2 separate regions of the Sus scrofa genome follow, and region 2 is linked to region 1. The links are chromatin contacts, called in public Hi-C maps. All regions are on one chromosome and are shown on one strand. Each heading gives the region's core, a stretch centred on a gene start, on an enhancer-like site or on the middle of the called end of the contact. The rest is flanking DNA. Distances are from core to core; before and after follow the strand shown. Region 1 overlaps LOC110260961 (a long non-coding RNA gene). Region 2 has its middle 200 kb from the start of SALL1.

Evidence for each region. A called contact is a pair of places that touch in the nucleus more often than the background predicts.
Region 2: a contact with region 1 is called in a Hi-C map of liver, with 8 times the contacts expected there. The contact joins two enhancer-like sites. A contact is called at or near these places in 1 of 5 promoter capture datasets (liver) and 5 of 47 Hi-C or Micro-C datasets (liver and skeletal muscle).

The regions. Positions count from the first base shown.
Region 1 is chr6:33,427,585-33,430,446 of Sscrofa11.1, reverse strand. It overlaps LOC110260961 (a long non-coding RNA gene), which reads left to right. Exons shown (of 3, transcript XR_002344610.1): 2 at 1,668-1,819. Among named protein-coding and RNA genes, the nearest start is that of SALL1, 300 kb to the left of the region's middle. Within about 2 kb of position 1,451, at least 16 of the 83 cell types and tissues checked have an H3K27ac peak or open chromatin away from gene starts, as enhancers often do. A contact at or near this core is called in liver, where this site is marked.
Region 2 is chr6:33,526,791-33,529,652 of Sscrofa11.1, reverse strand. No RefSeq gene overlaps it. Among named protein-coding and RNA genes, the nearest start is that of SALL1, 200 kb to the left of the region's middle. Within about 2 kb of position 1,497, at least 2 of the 83 cell types and tissues checked have an H3K27ac peak or open chromatin away from gene starts, as enhancers often do. A contact at or near this core is called in liver, where this site is marked.

The DNA.
Region 1 (2,862 bases), core at 202-2,701:
ACACGGCCCCTGTGAAGGCGGAAAGCCCAGGAGTGATGGATCTGTGCTTGGCTGCCGGGGTCTCCAAGAGTTTCACGGACCTGAGCCAGGCCACTGGGTTTGAGTTCCATGTGGAAGTTATGTGAGCTCAGGGAAGTTGCTGAACCTCTCAAGGGCATGGTTGCCAGATCCGTCAAACAGATAAGGTTGTGATGAGGCCCAAAGAAAGTACCCCCTTTTTATTCTTTTTTTTTTTTTTTTTTTTGCTTTTTACACCCACAGCATATGGAGGTTCCCAGGCTAGGGGTCGAATTGGAGCTATTGCTGCCAACCTACACCACAACCACAGCAACACAGGATCCCACAGCAATGCAGGATCTGAGCCTTGTCTGCGCCCTACACCACAGCTCATGGCAACACCAGATTCCCAACCCACTGAGCAAGGCCAGGGATTGAATCTCCATCCTCATGGATACCAGTCAGATTAGTTTCCACTGAGCCATGACGGCAACTCCCTAAATTAACCCTTTTAAAATGCTCAGAGCGGTGCCTGGCACAAGTCAGTACTTATATAGGAGTCATAAATATAAGTCATCCATAGTGAAGGAATGTGTTTCTTGATAACTCTTGATCAAATCTTTTCAGTGTCCATAACCACCATCATTTTAAAAAGTTTAGAAATCAGCTAGTATCCATAAGGACATGGGTTTGATCCCTGGTCTTGCTCAGTGGGTTAAGGTTCCACATTAGCAGTGTAGGTCACAGAGGCAGCTCGGATCTGGCATTGCTGTGGCTGTGGTGTAGGCCAGCAGCTACAGCTCTCCTTTGACCCCTAGCCTGGGAACTTCCATGTGCCGTGGGTATGTCCCTAAAAAGCAAAAAATAAAAATAAAAAAGATTTTATTCAAGTATAATTGATTTACAATGTTGTGTTTATTTCTATCATACAGCAAAGTGATACATATATATATATACATATACATATTCTCTTCATATTCTTTTCCATTGCAGTTTATCACAGGGGATTGAATAGAATTCCCTGTGCTGGACTTGTTGCTGATCCATCCTGTATATACTATTTGCATCTGCTGGTGAAGAATCTTCTAGTTGCTGGGCCAGGCACACAACTGTCCCACATCAGAGCCTTACCTTTGTGCCTGTCCCGTGTCTTTAAGGATTGACCCTGAATGGCACCCCTGGCTTCTCTAAAACTTCCAGACCTCTGAGCTGCCTTTGTACCATCCTGGTGCCTCTGGTGCTCCCTTCCCTTCGGGGGAAGTCTTTTCTGACTCCAATCTGGCAGCATGTGGATGTTTCGAGGCAGGGATCCTCACAGCCAGGCTTTATGACTCAGCAAGAGGGCTACTAAAGCCGTCCCTGTCCAAAGTTCATCTTGCATTTCTGAGTCAGCCAGGAGGCGTTTCATTGAAAGTGCAATCAGGATGTCCTCGCTCCCGGGCCTTTTCCCAGATGCCCAGCCTGGGAAGCACTGCCAAGTCTGCCCCAGCTGCTGGGTTGAAGGCCTGACTCCAGGAATGGTGTCATCCTTTTGGTGGTTAGCAACACACAGCAAGAGCCACCACATGCGTCGTGCACCCTGCTGCCTGCTGAGGCCCTGGAGCGGGGATTTGGGGAGGGCTCAGAAGAGGGTACAAAATTCACTCTTTCCTCTTCTTTTTCTTTTGCAGAAAGACTCTTTGTTTTTGCCATTCTGTGCACGAGCTAAGCAGAATACAGTAAAGAGAAATGGGGCAGGCCCAGGTATCCAGGAGATGGGAGAGAATTTGCATTCCGACTGTGGAACTCATCAAAAGGCTATTCTTCCTGCCTCCACTGGAAGGTACAATTCAGGTTGGGGGCTATTGAAAACAAGACTCTACCTCTTTCTTCAAATTCTAACTGGCGGGGGTGGGGGCTCTGAAGGTGACCTTGTGCCCCCAGATGTCCCCGGTGGACTTGACAGTTGAAAGCTGTTGATGCTCCTTCCAAATCTGAGGCTGCTGGTGTTTTCAAAAAGGAAGAAATGCCCTAAGATGGTTCACCCAAAATAAGCTGGCTACAGCGGATGGTGACTTTTGGCAAAATCACGCATTTAACATACCCAACACACACACACACACGGAGAATTGTGTGTGTAGCTCCAGTTGAGGAAAATGTCCAAAGTTTGGATTTGAGGAACAGGATGGAAATAAGGTGCCACCAGAGGCCACCCGTGCCCTCCAACCCGACCCCAACCCCCATCGGGATGGTTTGGTCCAAGATACTTCACAGAGAGAACGACCCCCGCCAACCACACACAACCCCCCCACTTCCATGAAAGACGTCTCATCCATCATTTGCCCACCTCCCCAAGAAGCATTATGCATCGTTTAATTCCAACTCTTTTTCGTGTTTCCTTTTAAAAACCATAGACTTCCAAGAGAGACTTCCCCCGAAAGCAAAGCATTCTCCATGGGTTTGGAATAAACCTGCAAAATCCTCTCAACTCCCCTTTACCACACACACACACTGAAACCCAGCTCCAGCGCTGTGTCTGCATCATCCCACTTCTGCCTCTTCCACACAGACTTATTTCATAAAAACGTCAGCTATTAAGTTAACATTATTTAAGGGGCTGTGGGTGTTTAGTTCCTGAATGCAACCTAAGCTGGATGGGGAGAGGGGAGAGGCCTGACGTGAAGGCCTGGCTGTATAAAACATGATCCACAGAGAAGCTACATAAATAACCCGACCGTGGGCTCCCAGCGCCTCTCTATTTATCACTGAAGTAACGATAAGGATCTGCTTTAGAGTGAACCCTGCTGAGGGTCCAGCCCCGGCACAAGCTGTAATATGATCTGCAGGGGAGGGCTGATAACCCGACACAATGTGAAGAAACCCGGG
Region 2 (2,862 bases), core at 248-2,747, 99 kb before region 1:
ACTAGTATCCATGAGGATGCAGGTTCCATCCCTGGCCCCATCAGTGGATTAAGGATCCGGCATTGCTGTGAACTGCGGTGTAGGTCTCAGACGTGGCTCACATCCCACATTGCTGTGGCTGTGGTATAGGCTGGCCGCTGTAGCTCCAATTCAATCCCTAGCCCGAGAACTTCCAAGGCAACCCTAAAAAAGCAGAAAAATAAAAAATACATAAAATAAACCTCCCCAGCTGATTCCCATATGCCATGGAGGACTTCTTCAGGCCAATCCTTCAAAGAATTGATGATATCCCACATCCCACTACAGCTCGGATTCGACCCCTAGCCTGGGAACCCCCGTATGCTGTAGGTGTGGCCCTAAAAAGACAAAAGACAAAAACAAAAACAAAAACAAAAACAGTACAAATCTATCTCTATTTTCTAGGGAAACAACTCCAAGAGCGGGCCCTGGGAGAGGCAAATGAACAGTAACATGTTTGTTCAATAATTTTTTTAAACCGTGCTGATTGCATGTGGCAGAGTGAGAAATGCATATGGAAAAATTATTGATAGGTGGTGATGTCTCAATTACCTAGTTGTTTTTATTATTTATGATTATTGTTTATTTTATTCATGAGTCCTTTGGGAACAGAACTTCTTTTAATAGCGCTGGGTCTCTAAGGGTTGCACGCAATCCCAGCTGCTTTTGCACTGGGTGGAAGCTATGAATTCTCCCTCTTACTTTCTTTTCTAATAGGAACAGTTTTGACTGGGCACCACGCTGATCAGCTCAAAACTCCATTTTCCAGCTTCCCTTGAAGATAGCTTTGGCCACACCCATAGGTTCTGGTCAATGGAAGAAAATGAGTAGAAATGAGGTATGTCGCTTCTAGGTGGAGACCCGAAAAGGAAAGTATTCTTTTTCTCTGGCTGAAACGCAGGCGTGGTGGCAGAAACACGTATGGCAGCTGGCAGCTCTCGTGGTCACTGAGAAGGCAGCTGCATGTTGGGGTTGGCAGGACAATAGGAAAGAGAGAACGTTTGTGTCCCTGGTATCACTGAGGTGCCATATTGGTTCTGGATCATCCAGAGAAATACACTTCTCTCTTGTTTCAGTTCACTGCATTTGAGGAGCTTTTATTGGCCGAAGCTGAGTCTGTCCTGGTTACTAGAGCTCAGGAGCATCCAAGACATCATCGCAGATGCAGGTCTCTGTCGGGGTCTCTGTACACACTCCCCCATCCCACTCAAACCCTTCCAACACTTTGAAAGTCATATTGGGTCGCCACCCACTTCCCGATGGTACTGATGCCATTAGAGCTGCAGGTTGAAAATCTCTCCTGACAAAGAGAATTGGGAGGCAGCCTCTCCACTGTCATCAATCAGATCATTTTCCCTGCTCTGGTTAAAACTCACTCGTGATTTCTCATTGCACTTGGGCCAAAGTCCAAATTCCTTACTTGGCCTTCAAGCTCCCACATGATTTTGGCCCTGGCTCCCCTGCGGCCATCTACCTCCACCTCCTCCCCCTCCCTCCTACCCCGTCCTCTGTGCTCCAATGTGGTAGCCTTTTTCACTTCACAAGTGAGACCTGGCCATTTATTCTACGTGGTCCTCCCTCCCTTCAAACTTCAGTTAGTTCTTTCTTCTCACCAATGGCTGAGTTCAAATGCCAGCTTCTGATATAGCAAACTTATCTGAAGACTTATCTAAAATCTAACTAAAATTTTTATTCACTTTTCTTCTCACGATTTGTCTCTTTTTGTTTGTTTGTTTGTCTTTTGAGAACCACGCCTGTAGCATATGGAGGTTCCCAGGCTAGGGGTCAAATCAGAGCTACAGCTGCCGGCCTACATCACAGCCACAGCAACGTGAGATCCGAGCCTCGTCTGTGACCTACATCACAGCTCATGGCAACACCAGATCCTTAACCTGCTGAGCAAGGCCAGGGATCGAACCTGCATCCTCTTAGATACTAGTCAGATTCCTTTCCGCTGAGCCACGATGGGAGCGCCCTCATTTTTTTTTAACATGGAGTTATCACCATTTGAAACACCTTATTGAGCCATTTGCTTATTATGTCTCTGTTTCCTATGAGAATGTCAACACTCAGTACCCCAGTGCCAATGAAAAGGCCTGGTACACCGTAAGCACTCAATGAACACTCATTGACTGATTACAGAACAAACCCTATGAGGTCTGGGCTGTTGTTTTCAAGTTGGACAGATGATGAAACGCAGGGGCAGGTGCATGAAGCCCTGGAGAACAGACAGAGTGTTCCCTGAGAGCTGGAGGTCTTGTACCCACTGTGCTGCCTGCTTTCTAGACACTCAGACTTGGCCTTCTAGGAACTAATCTTCCAGATTCCTCAAGTAGTATGTCAGTAGCTGACCTATATTCCAGTCTCCATGAATGTTTATTAATTCACACCGTAAATCTACCAAAGGGGCACCGTGATACAATGACATATGCAGACATAGAGGCAGACAGCTGGGATCTACAATTTTGGTTGTTTATTTTTTTGGTCCTTTTTGCATCTGAACGTGGAAAAAAATATGTTTTTAAACTCTGCTGTTGAGTTAGACTTGATTACGGCTGATGAATGACAAAGCAGTTCTGATCTTATCTGGAAAGATTTTCCATGAAATGCAAAGGGAGAAAGAAGCCAGAATAAAGATGTGAAATAAATATATTGACAGAATTCAAAGAAAAGATAATGGATTTGGTCATGTTCCTGGCATCATTGCTGTGTGTGTGGTGGGGGGAGGGTTCCCAGAGCTGTGTTTGGTTATAGATTAATAATCCAGGGTACAAATGGTTCGGGACAAATTAGAGAAAACGTAAACTACAATATTCAACAAACTGAAGGTCAAAGGTTTCTGGA